Linked DNA regions of Sus scrofa: region 1 is linked to region 2. A link is a contact called in public HiChIP or PLAC-seq data. All regions are on one chromosome and are shown on one strand. The core of a region is the stretch at or near the end of the contact, and the rest is flanking DNA. Distances in the headings are between cores, read along the strand shown. Region 1 holds the start of HSPB1 (heat shock protein family B (small) member 1). Region 2 holds the start of YWHAG (14-3-3 protein gamma).

What was found. HiChIP or PLAC-seq counts read pairs in DNA pulled down with a chosen protein or histone mark.
Region 1: an H3K27ac HiChIP or PLAC-seq map of skeletal muscle shows a contact between it and region 2. The contact joins the promoter of HSPB1 here to the promoter of YWHAG in region 2. A contact is called at or near these places in 3 of 5 promoter capture datasets (fetal liver, fetal skeletal muscle and liver), 23 of 47 Hi-C or Micro-C datasets (adipose tissue, alveolar macrophages, blood and 12 more) and 2 of 2 datasets of contacts at active chromatin or transcription factors (alveolar macrophages and skeletal muscle).

The regions. Positions count from the first base shown.
Region 1 is chr3:10,037,118-10,043,309 of Sscrofa11.1, reverse strand. HSPB1 (heat shock protein family B (small) member 1) reads left to right here and starts at 3,869. Exons shown (of 3, transcript NM_001007518.1): 1 at 3,869-4,238; 2 at 4,896-4,959; 3 at 5,047-5,236. The coding sequence starts at 3,869. The coding sequence ends at 5,236. It overlaps LOC110259893 (a long non-coding RNA gene), which reads right to left and starts at 2,544. Exons shown (of 2, transcript XR_002342315.1): 1 at 208-2,544.
Region 2 is chr3:9,991,783-9,998,010 of Sscrofa11.1, reverse strand. It overlaps YWHAG (14-3-3 protein gamma), which reads right to left and starts at 3,209. Exons shown (of 3, transcript XM_005661962.3): 1 at 2,891-3,209. The coding sequence starts at 2,977.

The DNA of each region.
Region 1 (6,192 bases), core at 2,620-5,119, 45 kb before region 2:
CTGCCTCCCTTGGCTGAGGGCATCGTCAGCAAACAGGCCCTACCACCAGGCACCTGCCCTTCCTTCATCAACCCCCCTCCCCACCTGAGAAAGGCTCTCGGGACACCGAGGACGTGAGGGAGCCCCAGCCACAGGGCCCCCACCTACACGGCCAATGCAGGGGAAGCCAAAGCTCCGTGTCCTCCCTGGCCCTCCGCCTCCACTCACCGCAGACACATCCCTGGGCGACGGGAGGCGGGGAGAGGGGAGAGTGGAGGAGAAACTGTTGATTCACCAGCGCTGGAAGGAGTCTTCGAGAACATCCAGTCCAATGGTTTCATTGTACAGATGAAGAAAATGAGTCACAGAGGCCGGCTGCTGGCCAAGGTCACAGAGTCAGAAGCAGTCAGGTCCCCAGACTCCCAAGCTAGACAGCTTCTTTCTGCTGGAGAGCGGGCAGGAGGGCAGGAGGACGCCCCCGCGGCCCTCCCACCTGGCCCCTCCTCGGCCCCCCTCCGCAGTGATGGAGCTGAGAGGACCCCAAGGGCAGCCAGAAGCCAGGGGTCTAGGAGGTGGGCAGGCTGGAGACAGGTTTTTGGAAAGAGACTCCCGGAGGGGCAGTGTCTAGACGCTTCCAGAAAGACTCAGTGCCCCCCACCCCCATGCGCTCTAATTACGGCTGCCCACATTTTTAGTTCCCTGGCAATTCCTCAGCTGTCAGGCCTCTCCTGGGAGCTCAGGCAGCTAGCTGCCTGAAGCCTCTCGCACTTTCTTTGAGGCTGGGCCAGGGAGGGAGGAGCTGGCACAGCCACGGTTGGCAAAGGCCCACCAAGGGAGTAGCTAGTGTGGCCAAGGCTTGGGCGCCAGGCCAGGCCAGGAGGCTGGGAGCAGGTCTTGGGGCTGCTGCAGAGTGCCCCGGACTTTGGGGCTAGGGATGAGGGGAGGGGCCCCGCTGAGGAAGGAATCCCTGCCGCGCCCCCCCCCACCCTGTGGCTTCTGGGAAATCCCTGGTGGTGGGGTTGTCCTCTTAATCCCAGAAAACCCCCCCTGGCAGCTCAGTGCCCAGGACTGGAAGGGAACCCAGAGAGGCTGGCCCACCCCTCCCCGTCTGGACAGGTCACCTGGGCTGCACACCTCACCCTGGGCTGAGAGCCCAGCCCATAGCCCCCCTGGGACTTTCTGGAGCGTCTCTTCCCCTCCTGATGGAGAGGCAGGAGGCCTGAGATCCAGTCCCTCACCTCTCACCAGCTTTGTGACCTGGGGGCAGCTGGGACAATCAGTTTTCTCATCTCCGAAGACTCTGATAAGCTACTTGGACGTGATACAAAGCACAGACAAGCGGGTAATTCTCTCATTAGTCTAAATCTCACTATCCAAAATTAAAGGTCCTCTTCCCTTAATAACAAGACCATTTCTGAGCAGCAGGCATTTCCTGCACGTTATCGACGGGGAGATTCACTGTGGCCCTGGAGCGTGGGGGTGTTGGCCACTGTTTGCTGATGGAGACATGCGGGCTCAGAGAGGCTATCAAGCCAGTGAACAGCAGCCAATTCAAGCCCAGCCTTGTCTGACCCCAAAACCCAGTTTCTCACCCGCCCTCTCCTCCTCTTACCACCACCCAGAGCCACCCATGTCCCCTCCCTTGTGACTGGCAGAGTGATCTATGAGTCCCTTGAGAAGTGACCCTTTGAAGGTGGATGTGAATTCTCAGTTCTGCCGCCCTCGCCGTGTGGGCAGACGCTGGGGGGTGTACCCTGGGTTGCACAACTTCCCCCAGCTGGGGCAGCAGCAAGAGATCCTCCCCGCCCTGGTTTCAGGCAAAAGGAAGGGAACTATGAAGGGAGCCTCTGTCTACAAGGTGCTGGCGGCCAGGCAGGCAGCCCCCACCCAGAACATGGTTGGGCCTGGCTGGGCCACACCTGAAAGCATCCAAAATCACACCTGACAGATCCCGCCAGGGTGGGGCGCCTAGGCTCCAGTCTGGGCCAGGGTGGGCAGGCAGGGGCAGAGGAGGGCCCTCCCTGGCTCCTGACCTCACCCTGACTTTATAGAGCTGGGGATGGGTGCGGCTGGGAGCACCGGGAGGAGGCCCGGGGCTTCCTGAGGCTGAGACCCTTGGGAGGCAGCGAGCAGCTCCCCATGGAGACCCAGCATGCTCCCAACATGGTCCAGCATTCTGTCTGCCTTCTACCCTTGCCTCATGAGAGCTCCAGGTGCCCAGAGGCCTTTCCAGAGGTGACCTTGGATTTGTGGCCCAACCTTAGCTCTTTCCTGATGGGGAGCAGGTGGGTGAGCAAGAAAACTATCTGGCAGTGCTCTCTCTCGAAGAGGAAACTGTGGTGGAAACTGAGGCTCAGGAAGGGCATGAGGCTGGTGTCCCCCAGCTTGTTGAGAGGCCTGGAATCTGGCTTCCAGCCACTCAGGAATCCTGAGCAGAGCAAGGCCCCCCATGGAACTGGCAGGAGTACAATCTCAGCCCAGCCCCTGGAGAGAGCGGGTCTCAAAAGGAGAGGAAGGGCTCCAAGGTGGGAGCCCCACAAGGGTAAGAGCCCTGAACACGAGAGGGGCAAGAATCTTACTCTGTCGTGTCTCAGAGGAGACGGTGGACCAGGCACTTAATCCCTCTGGACCTCGGTTTCCTCATCTGAAAAGGAGGGATAACAGGATGCAAGTCAGAGAAGGCAGGCTGGACTGGAGTCAGGGCAATGAGAAAGAGAGAACGCCAAGGTTGTGGCCAGACCCTACGGGAGGTGGGAGTGGAGGCCTGGATCCCACAGGTGCTCACCCAGGAGGTGGGGTCAAGGAGCAGGCCTCAGGCTCCCAGCAAGTGTGCAGGAATTGCACTGCCTAGAGCCCCTCTCCCTCTGTGCTGTGGGAATGCTAAACAAAAGGGCTCTGAGGTCATAATCTGTAAAAAGGGAAAGGAGGGGCCTTGGCCCAAGCCAAAGCCCAGACTAGATTCAAGGCCGCTGCATCTCAGGTTCCCTGTCCCCAGCTCAAGGCAAAGTGGATACAATGGGGAGTTTTGACAATAACCTCCCTCCTGACCCCCTTTCAACACTAGGCCTCAGGGTTTCTGGTCTGGGTCTCCCCTACTAGGGGGTCCGGGGGACATCGCCCAAACGTCCACATGCTGCTGCCTCTGAGCTCCGCTTCCTCCGTCTGTGCCCTGCAACTCCAGGTGGCTGACAGTAACGGTCACCCACCAGGCCCTGGACTAAAACCTTCACTCGCATTAAGCTGCCGAATCCTCACACCAACTCAGGGACGGAAGCATTGTCATCATCATCACCCCCATTTTCCCGGTGGCGAAACTGAGGCACAAAGACTCTCACTTGTACAAGTTCATCCAGTGAGTGGCAGGACCAGGATGTGAACTCACACAGTCTGGACTCTCAGGCCCACACTCCTCACCATGTTGCTTCTTAAGCCATTATTTCACAGACACCCTGTGGTCCATCTCCCTGCTCTGCCAGTCCCTGCTGTGTGGCCCCGAGCAGCGCGACCACTCCCTCGGCTTTGTCCTCTTGCACAAAAAGCCAGGACTGTCCACAGGCTGCGGCCCAGCGCTTTAGCGCCGAAATCTGCCAGTGTTAGGCAGCGGGCACTGCACCAGCATCGGGGCTACAGTCATTTGTTTTCTCAAACAGGAGAAGGTTCCAGATGTGGGCAGGGCCTCCCTCGCCCCGCCCCGCGCCCCGGTATGCAGTTGGGGGAATGCAGGGGGAGGGGCTGCCCCCAGCCAGTCATTGCCATTAATAGAGACCTGAAACACCGCCTGCTAAAAATACCCGGCTGGCCCATTATAAAAGCGCTGCGGGCTCGGCCCACCGACACTAACTCCCCTTCTCCCAGCCGCAGCCGGACGCGTCCAGCCAGCGCAGCCAGCATGACTGAGCGCCGTGTGCCTTTCTCGCTCCTGCGGAGCCCCAGCTGGGACCCTTTCCGCGACTGGTACCCGGCCCACAGCCGCCTCTTCGACCAGGCCTTCGGGCTGCCCCGGCTGCCCGAGGAGTGGTCGCAGTGGCTGAGCCACAGCGGCTGGCCGGGCTACGTGCGCCCGCTGCCCCCGCCCGCCATCGAGGGCCCCGCCGCAGTGGCCGCGCCCGCCTACAGCCGCCTGCTCAGCAGGCAGCTCAGCAGCGGCGTCTCGGAGATCCAGCAGACTGCCGACCGCTGGCGCGTCTCCCTGGACGTCAACCACTTCGCCCCCGAGGAGCTGACGGTCAAGACCAAGGACGGCGTGGTGGAGATCACGGGTGAGCCCCCGGGGACCGGGACGCGCCCACCCCCCGCCCCTCCCGCGCTGCCTCTCGCGCTCTTTCCGGGGAGGAGCCCTGGAAAATGGAAACTTAGCCGAGGACGGGGCCAGAGCCCGGGGAGCCGGCCTGGCCTCTTCGCCCTGCCCCTGGCCTGTGCCTGCTTCCCTGGACTTTGGGGGGGGTGCTCCTAAGTCCTAAGGGATCTTTTGGCCCTAAAAGCTCTCCAGTCAGGGAAGAAACGCCCCCTTCCAGCGGAGACGCCCTCAGCCCCAACGCCATCCGCGAGGGACCAGGTCTCCCCGCGCCGCGCCGCCCCCCCCCGGCCCCCGGCCCCCGGCCTGCAGTTGGTGTGGCAAGGGCGACCCCCTCCCCCGACACGCGCACGCACACGCACGCACTTCCTCCCCATCCCTAGTCCAGGTCCTCGGAGGGGGCGTGTGTGCGTGCCCATGGCTGCTGCCCCACGCCCCAGCCCCAGACTCCTGGAACCGAACTTTCCAGAAGCTTCTGAGGTCCCGGGACAGGTCTGGGGTACCCACATCCCTTAGTCCTCTCCTGGCAAGCGTTCTGGCCACCGGGTGGGGCTCGGCTGGCTGTGGGCCAGCGGGAGCGCCGGCCCCTTCAGGCCTCCTCTGACCTCCCTCCCCCACCCAGGCAAGCACGAGGAGCGGCAGGATGAGCACGGCTTCATTTCCCGGTGTTTCACTCGAAAATACACGTGAGTCCTGGCTCCGGGTGGGGTGGGGGGTGGGGAGGGCCCAGGGACGCACCGTGGGTCACTCCTGTCCTGCCTCTCCCTGTCCAGGCTGCCCCCCGGTGTGGACCCCACCCAGGTCTCCTCCTCCCTGTCCCCTGAGGGCACGCTCAGCGTGGAGGCCCCGCTGCCCAAGCCAGCCACCCAGTCGGCAGAGATCACCATCCCTGTCACTTTCGAGGCGCGGGCCCAGCTTGGGGGCACAGAAGCTGGAAAGTCGGAAAAGCCCGGAACCAAGTAAAGGCCTTCGCCCTGCTGCTCACCGCCCCCCGCCCAAACCCGCACCAGCCATCCCCACCTGCCAACTCTCTGTGCTCTTTTGATACGTCTACCTTCTGTTTTTCTCGAATAAAGTTCAAAGCAACTGCCCGCCACTGTCTCAGACCCTGGTGTGCTTGTGGAGGCTCAGGCGTCACTCCTGGTTCACGCACTCATCACGTTTGCCGAGGGCCTCCTGTGTGCCAAGCCCTGTGCTGGCCCCTGTGCGTGCTGCGTCCATCACAGGGCACAGCCCTGCCCTCCAGTCCCTTGTTGAGGGAGAGACTGTTTATGCGGCAGTTAAAGCCCCCGGGGCCAGTGTGGGAGCAGGGACGCCAGGAGAGGCACCCGGCCGAGGCACTCAGGACACCTGGGCAGGGGGCGAGGGAGGGGGACGTCCCGGCAGCTCAGGGTTCCTTCCTGACCGCATCATAACCTCCTCATCTCCACGGAGAAGAGCAGGACCGCAAAGACGGGATGGGAGGGGTGGCCACCCATCTGAGGCGGTGGCCTCCGTTCCCCCAGGCCTGTGCAGGCAGGATGGGGCCTTGACTGGCCTGGCAGGAACAGTCACACCCACCTTGGCCCTTGCTTTTGTCTGTCCTTGTCCTACCCACCACCCACTCGCTGGCCCGGGGAGGGAGAAAGCAGACGGGGGCTTTGGAGTCCAGGCTTAAGTCCCCAAGATCTTGAGAGACCCCCACTATTTCTACCAAGGTCCCAGAGCCTGAGGCTGTGGCCATTTTCCTGCTTTGCCAGGGTCCCTGAGAGGGGAAGGGCCTGGGGCATCCACACACACCTGCCACCCCCACCCTGCCCCGATTCTCCAGTTCTCCTCCCTGGTGCAGACTCCCTGTGGGGACACGACAGTCTGGAGCAGGTGCAAGGCCAAAGCAGGTCCCAGCCCTTGAAGGCCCCGCCGAACCTGGAGGGAGGCCC
Region 2 (6,228 bases), core at 1,960-4,459:
TAAGATAGACTTCCGCCACCACTGCCCTCTCCCACACACACCTGAGTTAAGTTGCTTAACCCAGTAACTTGAACAAAATTAGTAGCTCAGAATCTTTTCTCCACCTCTCACCCCAAGCAAGTACCAAAGTCTACTCAGAATACCAACTCAAGAGGCTATTAAAATCCAAAGGACAAGTAAGTATTGTCTAATAGGAAACATCTCAGGATTCACTCTTTTTAGATACAAGCTTATGCATTTATCTTAAAAGACTAAACTTCCCCCTCTTCCTCCCTTTCAAAATACTGCATATTATTTCTACCCTGGTCACCCACATGTCACAGGTCCTAACTATTACTAGGGTAATTTCATTAAATTCAAATAAATTTCATCACTCTAGCACCTGGATTACTCCAACCTTAAGGGAAGGACTTTTTTTTTGTATCTTCCTCTATTTTCCAAATTCAGTGATAACCTTTACAAAGAGAGGAAGAAACAGTTACTTTTTTAAAGCATCTACAGTTTTTATTTAATCCTTGCAACTTTTTCAAGTAGGTATTGACCCATTTTACAGAGGAAGAAAGTGAAGGTCAAAGGTAAGCCTAACCCTCAGAATCACAGTAAACAGGTTCGAAAAATGTCTGCTTTATTTTATGAACTGTTCTTTCCTCCATGCTCTGTCGTCAAAGAGCAGAAGCATCAACACAGCAAAAGAAAACTTTTCCCAATCCCAAGCTCAAGTGTTCTGAAACGGATTCTCATTCCCTGACATTTACTGAAAATGACCGAGTAGGAAGTTGTAATTTTTTAAAGGTTTTTTTAAAACCTGCCACATTAATAATTTGCAATAAAGCCATGTATACAACCCACCCCTGCACTATGATCACAAAAAAATTGCTTAAAATTTTTAACTTTATTCCTTCATTGCCCAATTTTAATAGTGAGATGAATGTTTAAAAACACTACTGTATCCTTAAACTTTTGAGAAAACTAGAAATAGGAAGGAGAACAGGCATATCTAGAGGTCCCTGATTTGCAAGTCTAAGGATAAATGAAATACTTTATTTTGGGGACCAATTCTCATCTGATAGAACATAAAGTACTCAATTCCACCTGGCTCATCTGATAATTTCTGCATTACCTTGGACAAATGCCATCTGAATACTCCCTACCAGCCCTTAGGTGCATTGCAGCCTCTGTGTCATTGTGTGACATCACTGGGTTGCTATGGATATAGGTGCGAGGTCACTCGCTTTCCTGTGAAACTAGAAATATGGAAAAATTAGAAGAGTCTAAATAATTGAACTGAAGATACTGATATCTATTAAAGTATAACTTCTATCATTTGCACTTTAAAGACAGCAACTGTAGCAGTCTCTTAATAAAGCAGTGCTCCCAATTTCAGAGTCAATTCTCTTCCTTAAGGGAATAAAAACCCCTTATTAATGTAGATGACTTAAATATAAAGGCATCAGTATTGTCATCTTTTGTGAACCAGTAAAATTATTCAAGAATTAATGAATCTGTAATACCTACACTGCTTCATTAAAAAGATTTAACACGCAAGGTACACTCCTGCATCTGCTACACACAGGAGATGCACTTTAAAACCTTTGTTACATAAGGCAAGAAGTATTTAACTTATTTATTAAAATAGTGGGAGACCTAAATCACTAGATAATTTTCTAGGTTTCATTTAATAATGGTCAATACTCCCCCCCACCATCAAACTGGTTGTCTGCCCATTAGACAAATGTAGTGTTACAAAATGGTGCAATACAGGCAGGAATCTGCATCCCAGACAAAATGCGACAACTGGAGATCAGTATTCTCTTTTCATCACCAATAAGGATGTGATAGCTTTTTTTAAGCCTCAGATATATCTAACAAAACAAATTAAAAAAAAAAAAAAAGATATTTTTTCCCCTTTAAAATAACTCCTCCCAGCCTCCACCCAGTCTAGGCTCTCTGCAATATGACAAATGCAGAATCTTCTGGAATGACTTGATACTGCCTCCCACCACCGCTTTGTTTGCAGTATCAGATCAGAGAGAATATTTTTTCAACTTATAGGAATTTCAACAGATGTGTGCCTGTGTTTAAAAGAGAAACGGCATATTATCACAAATTGAACCAGTCAGCTAAATTCACAACCTTTATTTTTAAGACAATACCTACCCTTTTCAATACAAAAAACACTAGGAAAAATTAGAGATAACATATTAAGAACAATCAATGAAAAAGCTAGCCAAACAAACGTTCCCCTCTTCCTAAAATCAAGAGGGCTTGCTTTGAGGTAAAGAAAGAGGAGCCTTTTGTTAAGAAAAACGTGAGCAAGGAGGTTTCGATTTTGTACTACTGCGCCCAGGTTTTCAGGACAGCCTACGTTTTTACCGGGGAGACTCTAAAGGACCTGTCTCGAGAGACAGTGGGAAGATTTGGGGAGAGGGGGAGCATCAGAAAACCGGGAGACCTGCTGAGTGAATGGAAAAGGCGCCGCCCAGACACCAGGGAGAAAAGAGGAACCGCATCCATGCGGTCCCCCGCCCCCACACGCCCAGGCTGGGAGGAGGGGAAGTGGGGCACAAAGGATGCGCGTGGCCCCGGCTCAGGTCCCCGGCAAAGCCAAAGGCGCGGCGGCCGGAGAGCCGGCTGCCCAGACCAGCCCTGCAAGACCCCGCCCCAGCCCGAGCGCGAGGAGGGCTGAGGAGACAGCGCCGCCGGCCCCGGGGGACGCTCGGAGCGAGGCCGCGTCACACCCGGTCCTCAGCGCTCTCGGGACCCTCCCCAGCTCCCTCAGGGGCGAGAGACCTGCAGCTGCAACAGGCAACCAGTCCCCCGGAAGAGCCGACGAAGGCCCGCGTCTGCAAAGGGGCTGGGGCGAGGCGGGGGGAGGGGAGGAGAAACTCACGTTCTTCATGGCCGCGGCCATGTCGTCGTAGCGCTCCGCCTGCTCCGCCAGCCGGGCTTTCTGCACCAGTTGCTCGCGGTCCACCATCTTCACGGGCTGGGTCGGGCCGGGCAAGGAGACCGGGGCGGCCTGAGGGGCTCAGGGGACGGCTGCGACGCGGCTGGAGCCCGTGTGCCGGAGGGACCGACCCACGAAGCGAGCGGCTGAGGCGGCGACGGTGGCGGCGCAGAGGCTGCGGCTCGAGCTGCGACCGCGGGACCGGGCGCGAGGCGGCTGCGACTGCTGTGCGTGCCGCGGGCGGACAACCCCCTGCGGCCCCGCCCACGCCGCGTGACGCAACGGCCCCGCCCACCCGCCCGCGCACCCCCGCCCCGGCCCTTCCGTTCCTTGGGTTTCCCCTCCCCAACTCAGCTCGGCGCCGCTCTCTGGGCGTCCCCTCCTTCCCCGCTGCCCCCCAACGAGCCGGGTGCTTCCCTTCACCCCGGCTGCTGTGCCCTATCTTCTCCAGACGGCCCCCACCCTTCGTCCTGCAGACCGCGGCCCTCTCAGGCCTCCGGCGCCTGGGCCCCTGGGAGTTGTAGTTCATCCTCGGGTGCGGCGATACGTTGGGGAGATCAGGGACAAAGGGGCAGCCAAGACTACATCTCCCTGTTGTCGTAGCGCTCAGACAGAGGAGGATGGGACGGGGAGGGGGGGGTTCCTAATTCTGCGGCCGCTGGGGACCCCTGGCGGGGACGGAGGATGCATCAGTCCCAGTGAGTGCTGATTCACGGCCCCGCCCCACATGCTTGGGGAAATTACTGGAGGAGGGGGCCAGGGCCTCAGCCCTGGACCATGTTTCTGAGATAAAATAGCAGGACATGGAGGGGGGTGGGGGTCTGGAGAGGTGGGGTCCGTACACTATTGATTAAAACTGTGAGGGTGGTGACCGCCTGAGGGATGGTTGAATTAAGGAGCCAAACCTTGGGGGACTGTCACCCTCCCCCACAAGGTTCCAGCTCCCTCCGCATCCCCACCTTGAGATTCTTGGACCTGACAGGTGGAAATCTGGAAAGACAAATACCAGGAGGGCGTCCTGGTCAATTTGTAGAAAGGATACAGCAGTAGTTTGCGGGTCTACCCCTGGTGAGCCCCTTCCTTCCTCTCCAGGGTGGAGCATTAAAGATTCAATTCAGTTAGCCAATGGCTGCTCAACACTGGGTTGTGTGTAGGGGTTAACCAACTCTTTTCTGCCCGCCTAGAATATACACGCTGAGGTCAATCTGACTAATTCTTGCTCATGTGCTTCCCTTTTTGACATTCCATGTAGCTCACACAACCCACAGTTTTGACTGCACGTTTTATTTCGTTTATCCAGCACTTATCTTATTGCACACCTACAATGTTCCAGGCACTGTTCTAGGCAATAGGGTACGGCAGAGAACAAATCAAATAAAATCCCTGCCCAAGAAAATAGGCAAAGTAAAGATAAGTGTGTAGAGTACTTTAGAAAGTAATAAAGAATTTTTTTTTTTTTTGCACCCACAGCATATGGAAGTTTCTGGGTCAAGGATCAAACCCACGCCTGCAGTTGAAGCCTGCACCACAGCTGCAGCAATAGCAGATCCTTAATCTACTTCCCACAAGGAAATTTCCAGGGATTTTTTAAAACAGTGAATATGAAGTGTTGTGTATGAGACCAGAGAATAAAGGAGTTTCGGAGAATTATTCCAGGCTTGATTCTGGAACAGGGCGTGGAACCTTACCCTCAAGGGATTCAGAATTTGTTAAGTGGCGTTAAATTGGTTTTTGTTTTGTTTTTTAATTCAGGCTAGATAGGAAGAGGTTCTGAAAAGCTTCCCCAGGGAGTTAGGTAACATTTCCAGTCCAGCCCTTAAAGATGTGTAGGATTTGAGAGCAGGCAAAAGACACAGGCAGTTTCTTCCCGACAAAAGTTTTTGTTTGTTTTTGTTTTGCCTTTTAGAGCTGCACATGTGGCACATGGAAGTTCCCAGGCTAGGGGTTGGATAGCAGCTACAGCTGCTGGCCTACATCACAGCCACAGCAACGCAGGATCCAAGCCTCGTCTGCGACCTACACCGCAGCTCAAGGCAACGCCAGATCCTTAACCCACTGAATGGGGCCAGGGCTTGAACCGGCTTCCTCATGGATACTGGTCAGGTTCTTTACCACTGAGCCACGACGGAACTCCCCTAACATATAAACATTGATAGGCAAAAAATCCAATGTGTTTGTTGCCTGAAGTGATGGGTATTGGGGCTGGACATGGAGTCAGGAGCCAGAATGTGAGGAGCCCTGAATGGCAGTCAAGGGAGTGCAGTCTTTCTTTCAAAATAAATAGAAAGCTTGTGAGATTTTAACCAAGGCAGAAAAGGATGAGATTGGCATTTAATCTTCATCGCCATTGCTTCCTCAGTGCTGGGCACAGTGCCTGGCACACCTTAAATACGAAGAACATGCAAAATGAAGGAATGAATGAATGCATGAATGCATGCACGGACTTAGGGAGACAGCTCTGGGCTGAGTGAGGAGAGTCTAGAAATAGCTCTCTTCTCCCCTCCTCCAGTATAGGCCCTGGTCCCTCTTCTCTTACTACACCACCCGGCAAAATGCAATCCTGCTGGTGAATATACCCTCCCACTTCCTTCTGTCTCTTACAGGAGTGTTCGCCAAGTCATTTCTCTTCCTTTCTCTTCCTCCCTGCAGGCCAGGCCTCAACCACTCTGGCCTGGGCCACCCAGGTCCGGCGGGAAGGAACCCTGACAGCCAACCCTGGTTGTCTACAGTGGATTAAACATGTCAACGATTTTAGGCCCTGGAACCTAAATTCTCGGGAACTTCCTGGCACATTTCAGGCTGCCTCTCTGACCTCGCCACCTCAGTTCCTTCCCCACAACCAGTCCAATGTGCATTAAAAAAAAAAAATAATAATAATCCAGGCCAAATCTGTTTGGGAAAAAAGTAAAGCAGAGGCAAAGACAAGGATGTGCCAAAGCCACACAGGAATGACATCTGCAGGCTCCTACGGCGCAGGAGAGCTGGCCCTGCCCTCCTTTCCCTTTTGATTCTTTTTAAGACTCTAGGCTTAAAGCCGCAGCTGCCCAGAGGCCCTGGCTGTTGAGAGGGCTGCTTCAAAGCCATGGCGACATGACACAGAACAAATGGCTTAAGATTCTAGCTTCCTCCTCTACGCCTGCCTGGAGGAGGGAGGTGGAGAACTAGCATTCTGGCTTCTGCCTGGCCCCCAGCTCTAGACGCAAGGCCTGTGCCCTCTCTGGGTCTTAATTTCCCCACCCTTCAAGTGAGAAATTAAAGTAAAAGAGCACTGAGTGCTCCGC